2 separate regions of the Zea mays genome follow, and region 1 is linked to region 2. A link is a contact called in public Hi-C data. All regions are on one chromosome and are shown on one strand. The core of a region is the stretch at or near the end of the contact, and the rest is flanking DNA. Distances in the headings are between cores, read along the strand shown.

Region 1 (5,791 bases), core at 1,374-3,873, 260 kb after region 2:
CAACGGTCGGCCGCCAAATCCGCGGGCGACGCGTGGCCCGCTCCAACGGTCGACAGGAGGCACCGGACTGTCCGGTGTGCACCGGACAGTGTCCGGTGCGCCAACGGCTATAATTCTGCAACGGTCGGCTGTGCCATTTTAGGAAGGCGATCTGCACCGGACCATGAACAGTGCCTGTCCGGTGGTGCACCAGATTGTCCGGTGCGCCACCCGACAGAAGGCAAGAATTGCCTTTCCAGATTGCCTCCAACGACTACTAGCTGCCTTGGGGCTATATATGGGACCCCTAGGCGCATGGAGGAGTCACCCAAGCATTCTTTGATCATCTCTAAGCACCAAGACTCCATTATCGCGCATTTGATTCTTTATGATAGTGACTTGAGCTCTATTTGAGTAGAGAACTCCTCGCATTGTGTTGTGAGCTCAAGTTGTGGCTTGTGTGCGTGGTTGTGCTCGTGCTTTGAGTCTTGTGTGTGTTGCTCTCCCCTCCCTTACTTCCGTGCTTCTTTGTGATCATCATTTGTAAGGGCGAGAGGCTACAAGTTGTGGAGAATCCTCGCGAACGGGAGATAGTAAAAGAAAGGAAAACACAGTGGTATTCAAGTTGATCATTGGATCACTTGAAAGGGGTTGAGTGCGACCCTCATCCAGTGGGACGCTACAACGTGGAGTAGGTAAATGTTATACTGGGTCGAACCATGGGATAAATCACCGTGTCTCTTGTGCTTGTTTTCTTCGTGACCATTGTGTTTCACAAGAGCTTGGTCCTTAGCCACTTGATTCTATTGAGCTAACACTTAACCAAGTTTTTGTGGCTACAAGTATTTGATTTTCATAGGATCACCTATTCACCCCCCTCTAGGTGCTCTCACAAGCTCAAACTGGGTCGAACCGAGCTGACTCGATATCTAGCCCAAGCTCGGCCTTTAAAGACCTTAATGATTGTACAATTTTTTTGAGTGGTGATGAGGAATCACTAGGACTTGAAGTTCCTTACCCTTCGCTATTTGAGCATCTATGTATCTTGCGAACTGCACTATGCTTGATATTGCATTCACATTGAGTTTGGTAGCTAGGCATAGTGTGAACACATCTAGAATACGTTGGACATGTGATAAGACTATACTAAGATACATCAAAGGCACTCAAGGTGCCGTTTGGTTCACATACTTGTAACGCAATGGGAAACCAATAACGTTAAATCATGTTTGTTTAAGTCTAACCGTAATCGATACCACACTACAAATGGATACGACATTATTCAAATTTGTTATCGTCCGTATTCGAGTGTGAATCGTTATCATTACCATTTATGTTACATTTCACGAACCAAACGCCACCCAAGATCTTGGACTGTTTTCTCAAGATAAAAGGATCAAAATCCGATGGGATATGTAGATGTTGGATATCTCTTGGATCCCCTAATGTTAGATCCCATCATGGTTTTGTGTTTCTCTTTGGTGCTATTGCTATATACTAGAATCGAAGTAAACACGTACTAGTAGCGATGTCTAGTAACTACATATATGAAGTCACATGTGAATGTGTTTGGCTACAACAGATAAGTAATCACATCCATGAGTTGTATGGTTTTGACACCTCAAATGCCCCACATTTATCTACAAATAGAAACATGTTATATTAGAATAGTATGGCAAAACATATTTCTCCTATTTTTTTCCTATCATCACTAACTCTATAATAAGGGTGAAGAAAATTGTGCAAGTTAAGATAATTTTTTCTATCCTAATTTGACTAATTTATTCATCAAATTCTTGCTTGTGATCACATTCAAAAGTTCAGTTTAAGGTATAGAGATGAGCCACTTAAGAAACCTACACGGTTTAGAGGGAGAGCACTCTTAACTATTAGCCTATGTCATTTGATCTTGAAAATCACTTTATTTTTTCCTTTGCTTTTTTTTGGAGTTTTAAGGAGGCATGAGTTAGTAATGTCATTTGTCCAGAGAGTGTTAAGAAACTCTATAAGGCTTTGCTCGTTTATCTTGGAATACACCCAAAATTGTTCCCGCTAATCAAATCTTATATAAATTAGGCAATCAATCCGGGCCACAAATCCGTGGAAAACTGAACGACCCCTAATGAATTATATGGGACAATACCAAACATATCTCTAGAAACATATTTAGTTTCTTATATAATAGATAGGTAGCCCTTTTTAATAGATAATAAAAGAAGAGTTCATCTATTATGTTTTTCTTACCTCTATTTATGCTTGCATTGTCACGGAAAGAGAATCAATAAATAGATCTTCTATATCTTTTTATGTCTCTATTACTAAAGGAAAGGTTTAAAATACCAATATAATATCTGCGACCATATTAGACCGTCTCCAACGGTTCACCCATATAGTCAATCAAAACACTGTTATAATGTAGACTATACTATTTACACAGAGTGAAGTTTGAATATAGAGATAAGATGGGTAGACTCTTAGAGATAGCCTCACACTCAACATAACTAATTGAATACCAACAACCCACAATGTGCCTAACCCGATTCTGGCCCACTGTCCATCCATTCAAGGAATCCACTAGACTTCGCACAGCCAATGCACTGGGCGCCCGAGTCCATCTACTCATTCTCCACGGCTCATTACAACCGCACGGCCCAGTCCAACTTCTCGTTCCCCCAAACCCTAATCCCTTTCTCCACTGCCACGTTGTATATAAGCCGCCGCCAGCTTCAACGCAGCTGCCCTCCCAAACCCTCGCGCCGCCGCTCCCCAGCACATCGCTCCCAGCGCGCCAAATCGGCGGCAACCTCGGACCCTTCACTCACCCAGCTATGGCGGAGCGAGGCGGCGAGCGTGGCGGAGAACGCGGCGGCGAGCGTGGCGGTTTTGGCCGCGGGTTCGGTCGCGGCGGGCGCGGCGACCGTGGTGGTCGCCGTGGTGGCCGGCGCGGCGGCCGCCAGCAGGAGGAGGAGAAGTGGGTGCCCGTCACCAAGCTCGGGCGCCTCGTGAAGGAGAACCGGATCAACAAGATTGAGGAGATCTACCTGCACTCGCTGCCGGTCAAGGAGCACCAGATCGTGGAGACCCTCGTCCCGGGGCTCAAGGACGAGGTGATGAAGATCACGCCCGTCCAGAAGCAGACCCGCGCCGGGCAGCGCACGCGTTTCAAGGCCTTCGTCGTCGTCGGCGACGGGGACGGCCACGTCGGGCTCGGCGTCAAGTGCGCCAAGGAGGTCGCCACCGCCATCCGTGGCGCCATCATCCTGGCCAAGCTCTCGGTCGTGCCCGTCAGGAGGGGCTACTGGGGAAACAAGATCGGCCAGCCGCACACTGTGCCCTGCAAGGTCACCGGCAAGTGCGGGTCCGTCACCGTGCGCATGGTGCCGGCGCCCAGGGGGTCCGGGATTGTCGCTGCCCGCGTGCCCAAGAAGGTCCTCCAGTTCGCCGGCATTGAAGATGTCTTTACCTCGTCCCGTGGCTCCACCAAGACACTCGGTAACTTCGTCAAGGTATACCTGTTTAGATCTTTGTGTAATTATGTGTTATTACTTATTATTTGCTTCCTATGGTACTCTACACACTATGCATTTTTAGTTAATGTTATCTGCGCATCTTTCGATAGATTTTTAGTGTCCATCACAACATTTTATGGTCTAGATTTGTAACTTCATACTACATTTAGACTTATACAAATTTAGACAAAAAATGTAGTCTAAAGTTACAAATCTTTTGATATTTGTAACTACGAAGCTACCTAGCGTAGTTGTTTACTTGTATTTGTCTTCTATTAGAACTGAAATTTGAATGGGGCTTGTTATTATTTGGGCTTTGCGTCATGTATAACTTCCTTGGTAGGGTTAGTATATAAATAGAATCGCAATAAGTTGTCATTGCTATTTGGTCACTGCTGCACAGAGGCAGAATCAGCACAAAGTTCCATTGATTGTACCTCTACTACACCATGGTTCACCTTCACATGTGAACATTAATTGGCAACGGAAATCACAGAAAATTATTGCTGTCCGGTGACAGCCCATGGAGCAGGGGCGGCTCTGCCCAGTGCTGCGTTGTCTACCATAACACTACCTGTGGCATATGGTGATGAAACCAGTGTATGACTGATACATAGTTGTTGTTTTTTGTTCTGTCCAATCTGTTATTTATATTAAATTATGCACTGAATCATTCCATGTACGCACAGTGCAAATCCTGCCCTGTTTATATTCTTTCACAAATTTTGTATTTTTGTCCAGCCAATGCGTATATTGTGACTTCCATTCATGTTTTCATGCTTGTTTTTCGGTCAGTGAAGCTAATTTCAGTCTGTAAGCTAAATGTCGCTTTGCATGATTTCCATTCCAATGAACTCTTGTCTGAATACGATTATTTGTTCCGTGAAGTTTGTGATTCCATGTTTCTTTTTTACCATCTTTGAGGTGGAATAGCATATCATTTGATGCCTAAATGTACTGGTATAGCTAATCACCTGATCCCTATTTGAGTATAGCTTCAGTACAACGTAGACTGTCTTTCATTTTGTTAGTGTGGGAACTAAATAGCACATGTCACACCCTTGCGAATTGCAGGCAACCTTTGATTGTCTGATGAAGACCTACGGCTTCCTCACTCCTGAGTTCTGGGCCGAGACCAAGTATGCCAAGACCCCGTTCCAGGAGTTCACCGACCTCTTGGCTAAGCCGACAAAGGGTCTTCTGATCGAGGCTCCCACCGAGACAGTGGAAGCTTGAACGTCTTAGTTTACTGTTCCAAGTGTCGCGAAAAGAGTTTTCTGTACTAGCTACATATTTTAAATGTTATTTTGAATTATGATGAGAAACCAAGGTATGCACCCAAGATAATTGATGTCCTGTTGTTTTCGTATGTGGGTATCGAACCCCAAAGATGTCCTATTGTTTTCTGTACTCCGCATGTGATGAAAATCTGTCCTGCCTGTGTTAGGCCATCTGCACTAGTCTACGCATAGATTATCCAAAAACACTGTTCTGCATTAGAGTGGAGTTTGAATATGTACGAGGATGGGTAAGCTCCTAGAGATAGTCTGTCTTAGTCTTACAGTGTTTTTCAACACGCGATGAATGCCATTAGGGATGAAAACAGTTTTAGAATTTTTTGGTATTCCGGAAATAGATTTATTTTTGAAAACGGAATCGGTTTTTGGAATTTTCTATTGGAATCGGTATCGGAATCGGTGTGGTGTTTTACCGACCGTTTTCTTTGGTTACCAGTTTTTGTCGGAAATTACCGGATTTGTGTCTCGAAATTTTCCGAAATTGTGTCTTGTAATTTTTTTCGGAATTTTTCAGCATGTGATTTTTCGCCTATACTTCTATGGATAAGTATTACTTATTTTTGTATTTTTTGGACGTCTTAAGATTTTTTTTGGGATAGATGATGTTGGAAGGCGGTTGAGATTAATGATTTGGTCTCTCGAATGAATCAACACTTTTCTATGCACATGTTATGTATTAGTAATATAGTAGTCGATTGCTTGTGCGTTGCGACGTCTTACAACAATACCCACGTAAACTATCCACAAAAAGATCTCAAGATTTTTTATTGATTGTCCCTGCTCTCTGTATAATATTTTTTGATTTGGTTAACTGATGTTATTGTTTAATCCATGCAATATGTCTTGGTACAACACGACCAATGAAGTGAGCGATTAGAAGAGAGTTCACAACGACTGACTGAACGAACAGAGATTATAAAATGATATAATTTCACCATACAGAGACCAAATAAGAAAAGTTTATGAGCTCAAGTTTCTAAAATAAGTCACATGAGGTCAAACTGA
Region 2 (5,443 bases), core at 1,851-4,350:
CCAGAGCCCTTCATTAGGAAATGTGCCTACTGCATTCTGCTCTGGCATAGATCGTTACTATTTATGTTTTCATTAAGGAAGCACGAGAGATTGAAATAAAAAGGGTGAGTGAGCAAACTAATGCTCCCTTATCAGGTACAAACATCATCTAACAGTAGCTTCTATGACACAAACTTCAAGAGTAGAGGACATATAATACTTCACGAGCTATATACTCACTGTTTTTGCATTTTAATGGCTCAATACATTCCAATTCTTTGGAATATGTTCTTTGTGTTATAGCAATTCTCGCAATTTTTTCAAATGGATCTGTTCCAGGTACCTCAAACCTTGCATCAGTTAGTTATCAAATCTGGAATATCTGTTCCCACTTGTACATGTCACCATCAAACGTGACATGAGGTATGTGCTAACTTTCAGAATTGAAATCTCATGTTCTAGCTACTGTAATAGTGCATGCCTCTATGCTCTAACAAATCTAGAGGCGCCTTTCATGGAGAAGATAGTAAATTACCTACATGGACAAGTACTTTTGCATTATCCTAATCAAATGTTCAGCGAAATATTTAAGTATATATATTGAGAGAAAAAAAGAGAGACAACTTTCGATGATAAATCTAACAGTATGTTTCCATATAGATATTTCATACTTGTGTGTAAGTAATTGAACTGTTGACAGCCATTCAGCCTGTTTAAAACATTTACCTCAGTGCTTAGCCCCCCCCCCCCACCCACACACACACACCTTTAATTTATGTTTGCCCCCTAGAACAGGTTACCATCGTTTAGCTGAACACTGGTGCCAGCTTGTTCCTTTGATGACTCTTATTTGTCCACAATCCTTTTTTTCCTTCACCCATCCACACCAACAAAATCATGCAATTGATTACTTTATGTTAATGATTCTTCAATGACAATTTGTGGTACTGTTCATTGCAGTTAACATCTATATAATTAGTTTTCCATATTTGTATTGTCATTGAAAAAGAACAGTATTTTTTAACAAGCCTGATTGTTAGAACAAGCTTGCCTAAGGCCACATTCATGTGGAGACTAAACCATATTTCAACACGAATACTCTGAGCTATACCTGCACTTCAGGACAAAAACTGTGTTGTTTGTACAAATATATAATGGAGGTAAACAGACTAACAAAGTCATGCAAAAAAAAACTATAATTTTACAAATGGACTACAAAACCTTTTGGCTCCATATGTGTACTGGTATAAATAACTTTTTTTTGACAGTTCCCTTGCATCAGCAAATACATTTATGGGCAAATTAACAGATTCACATCTGATACAGGAACAGCCTAATGACAATAACCCATTATTGGCCATATAAAAATTAGATTCTTCTCACAGATAAAAATTGAAGGTTGATAAGTCCCTTTTATTAACATGGAAATGCCAAGCCAAAGAACCAGCAAATACATTTATGGGCAAATTAACAGATTCACATCTGATACAGGAACAGCCTAATGACAATAACCCATTATTGGCCATATCTTAGTAACCGGAAACTGGGAACTTGGCCACGTTCCTCGTTCCGGGAACGTTCGTTCCGTTCCGGGAACGTGGGAACAATCTCGTTCCAGTAGTGTTAAATCCTAGTTTTTGTAGCGTTCCGCGTACCACGTTCCCGTTCCTCGATCCCATCGATCCGGGAACCTGGTTACTAAGGGCCATATAATAATTAGATTCTTCTCACAGATAAAAATTGAAGAAGGTTGATAAATCCCCTTTATTAACATGGAAATGCCAAGCCAAAGAACTATGACACCAAGAGATATGATGGTGAACCATATTCCATATTCGCCTACCACCATGTATGATAGTCCTGTCCATATAAATGCTAGGAACATGTTCTATGGAATAAAAAAACTATTTTCCAGCTGTCCATTCCATACCCGAGCTATCACTGTCATGCACTTATGAATGAAGCATCCATACCACTAATTTTGACAATTCTTTTCAATCGAGATTCAATCACAAGTTCACAACTAATATCATCATTCACGAAAACTAGGAACCATTAAAAATGAAACAATATCACTATTAACATCTTAGGTGAACAAAGAGACGTCCTTATAAACATTCAAAATTGCAAATCCCGTTCAGCAATCCAGACCATTCAAACAATGAAAAGCGTGCATAAGCTAAGCCCAGAAGAGTTGAATCTGGCCCCTGATAACTTAACTCAAATCCTTAGATCTTACAAATTAATACTTATAAACAGATCCAACAGCTAAAAATGTTGAAGTTATAGCATTTCATGTCCTTAAGTGTTAGAAATCTCTAGCCCAATTCCAAACTATTGGTAACGGGAGGATAACAAAGTCCGTAACAATCTACCGCGAGAAGACGAGAATACCCAATTACCTTCACAGGAATGTGGAAACGGAACACCTTGATCGAGCCGACTACCTCAGATACGATCTCAAGCGGCACTGACCCCGCGGCCACGTCCCCGATGAGCTCGATCACGTCATCCAGCACCTTCCCGGCGTCCACCCACACCTCAGCATCCGCATAGACCTCATTCCTGGCCGCAAGCTCGCCGGACCCGGGCCACGCTTTGGCGGCCCCGAGCAGGTGTCCGCGGTAGGAGACGGCGGCGGAGACCGCGCGGTAGCGGAGCGGGAGGACGAAGCCGGGGTTGCTGACGCGGAGCCGCAGCGCGAGGCCGAGGCCGAGGACGGGCGGCTGCGCGCGGAAGCTGTCGACACGGAGGTCGGCGACGCGGGCGGCCGGGGCGGACGGGTAGAGGAGGAAGGCGAGCCCCGCGAGGAGCGCGAGGAAGAGGAGGAGCGGGAGCGCGCGCGCGCAGAATCGGCGGAGGCAGGACGCGCGGCGCGGGCGCAGGCGGCGGAGGCGCACGAGCATCGGGGAGCAGGGGGACGGCACGAAGACGAGCGTCGGGGCCGGCGGCGGCGGTGGGGCGGGCTGCACGTAGGAGGCGGCCGGGTAGGCGTAGTAGGGTTGTTGAGGGGGCTGCGGCGGCACGAGGAGAGGCTGCCCTAGGTGCGCGTGCGCCTTCTCGCCGTCGCCGGTCGCCGCCGCCGCGGATGCCATCGCCGACGCGGTTGCGGGAGAAGCGGGGGATCTGGTTGGGGATGGGTACAATTTCGTAGTGGGCTGGGAACTTGAGGATCCGGCTCCAATAGGAATTTGACACGCGGACGCTGCAAGAGTGATGGGGAAAGGATTGTCATTTGTCAGAGACCCACAGCCCAGGGGGACTTGTTGGCAACCGGCGGGCTGATTCTTTCCGTTGCTGAAAAACTGCACTATTGATCTGACCTGTTCGGGCGCCGCCGCCCACCCTCTCCAGCTCGGCCCATGTCGGTCAGGTTGGGCCCGTGGGCCGTGGCTGATAAACTGCATGGTTAAAGAAATTTCAAAATAGCAAATAGGATAACTGGAAAATATGTGGACAGAAGCATCATTCGAACATTTACCAGCACAGTAGTGTTTGGTTCCAGAGCCTATTTGGACGGAATGACTCTATTCCAGATTCTGAATATGGAATGACTCGATTCTGTGTTTGGCAATCAGAACAGAGCCACCCTGTTTTTCTGTTTGGTTCTAGTGTGAAGACTCTATCCTATGTTTGGCACCATATTATTATTATTATTATTATATATATATATCAAATATAATTATATTAAATATAACCATATATATTACGTTTGGAAACATGCGGTCTTGTCAAATATTAAATAAATATATTATATATATATATCTCGGCGTTTCGAACCCGCGAGGACCGTCAACCGACCAATAAATTTGTTGCTGCGTGTCCCTGCCCAGATAGGATGATGCAAGATGGAACACAAGAGGGAAATATGGCTTATATTATCTCGCATCGGGGTGCTCGTAGTAGGGGTTACAAGCGTCGCGAGACAGCGAGGGCGAGAGCGAGAGGGTGTCGTCCAACGTTGTCAGTGTTGCAACGTCTGTCCAGGACGTGCCTTAGGAAGGCCCTGGACATCCCCCTTTATAGATACAAGGAGATGTCCAGCTGTACAAGGGGGTGTAGCTATGTGCTATCGTGGCTGGCGGAGAAGTACCTTGAGCCCTGTAGAAGCATAGCTGTCGGCGCGGCATGGATCCTGCTGACGTTGTCTTGCTTCCGTAGGGGGGTTTGAGAGCAACCGACGTCATGGGCGCACGCGGGGGACCATCATTACCTGTTACCGGAGTGACCTTAGATGGGACACCGGTCTTGTTCCTTCGTAGCCTGAGGCAGCTAGCTAGGAGTAGGGTAATGATGTATCCCCTGTGGCGTAGTCGGTCCGAGGCCCAGGTCGGGCGAGGTGGAGATCTTCTTCTGAGGCCGAGGCTGAGGCCGAGGACTGAGGTCAGGCGAGGCGGAGCTCCCTGTTGCGCCCGAGGCCAAACTCGTGGGAGATCGTGACTCAGTTTTATCCTGGTGGTTGGCACAGTAGCCGGAGCGGGGCGAACAACGCTGTTTTCCTGTCAGATCGGACAGTAAAGGGGGCGAAGTGACTGCGGTCACTTCGATCTTGCCGACTGAGGCACGCGTGTCAGGATAAGGTGTCAAGCGATCCCCGCATTAAATGCGCATGCGATACAGTCGGTTGGTAAGGCAATTTGGCCAAGGTCGCTGCACGACAAAGTCTGCCCACGCTAGGCTTCGGGCGAGCCGAGGGTGCGTCTGCTGACTGAGGGGACCCTCGGCGAGGCGTGAATCCGTCCGAGACTACTGTTCCCGCCCAAGGCTAGGCTCGGATGAGGTCGCGTCCCTCGGCAGACGTGGCCTTGACTTGAACCGCGCTTTATCAGCTGTGTATGGTTTGTTCTGAAGATGTTTTCCAGCCGGATTAAGGAGCGTTGGAGGTACCCCTAGTTACGGTACCCGACAATAGCCCCCGAGCCCCAAAGGGAGTGCGGGCACTCGCTTGGAGGTTCTGCCGGATTTTGCAAGGGGACCGACCCTTCTCGGTTGTATTTTGTTCCGGTGGGTGCGCGCGAGCGCACCCGCCGGGTGTAGTGAAAGGGAAATGTGCCCTTGGGCCATTTCTAAGTATTTTGGTGATTGAGTGCAAACACAAGGGCCTAAATGTGAATTTATGTACATGGATGAACAAAGTGAAAATCATGAAGTAAAGGTATGTTTCTAAGCCTTAGTACATTGGTTTTAAGTACTAATATATTTGTCTAAGTGTTAGAAACAGAAAGAAGAAGAATAGAGAAAAGGAGAAGGGACTTGGCTGTGTGCTGCCAAGACCCAGCTCGGTCTGGAGCACCGGACTGTCCGATGTGCACCGGACAGTGTCCGGTGCGCCAGGCTGGCGCGTCTCGAACTGGCCGCTCTCGGAAAATTGGCCGGCGGCGTACGGCTAAAATTCACCGGACTGTCCGGTGTGCACCGGACTGTCCGGTGAGCCAACGGTCGGCCAGGGCCAACGGTCGGCCGC

What was found. Hi-C and Micro-C count contacts between places; a contact is called where the count stands out from the background.
Region 1: a contact with region 2 is called in a Hi-C map of ear, with 2.8 times the contacts expected there. The contact joins the promoter of LOC100283974 here to the promoter of LOC100216939 in region 2. A contact is called at or near these places in 2 of 25 Hi-C or Micro-C datasets (ear and tassel).

What each region holds. Positions count from the first base shown.
Region 1 is chr7:18,995,211-19,001,001 of Zm-B73-REFERENCE-NAM-5.0, forward strand. It overlaps LOC100283974 (40S ribosomal protein S2-like), which reads left to right and starts at 2,624. Exons shown (of 2, transcript NM_001374374.1): 1 at 2,624-3,485; 2 at 4,563-4,939. The coding sequence starts at 2,808. The coding sequence ends at 4,724.
Region 2 is chr7:18,735,858-18,741,300 of Zm-B73-REFERENCE-NAM-5.0, forward strand. It overlaps LOC100216939, which reads right to left and starts at 3,101. Exons shown (of 3, transcript NM_001143322.1): 1 at 2,382-3,101. The coding sequence starts at 3,074.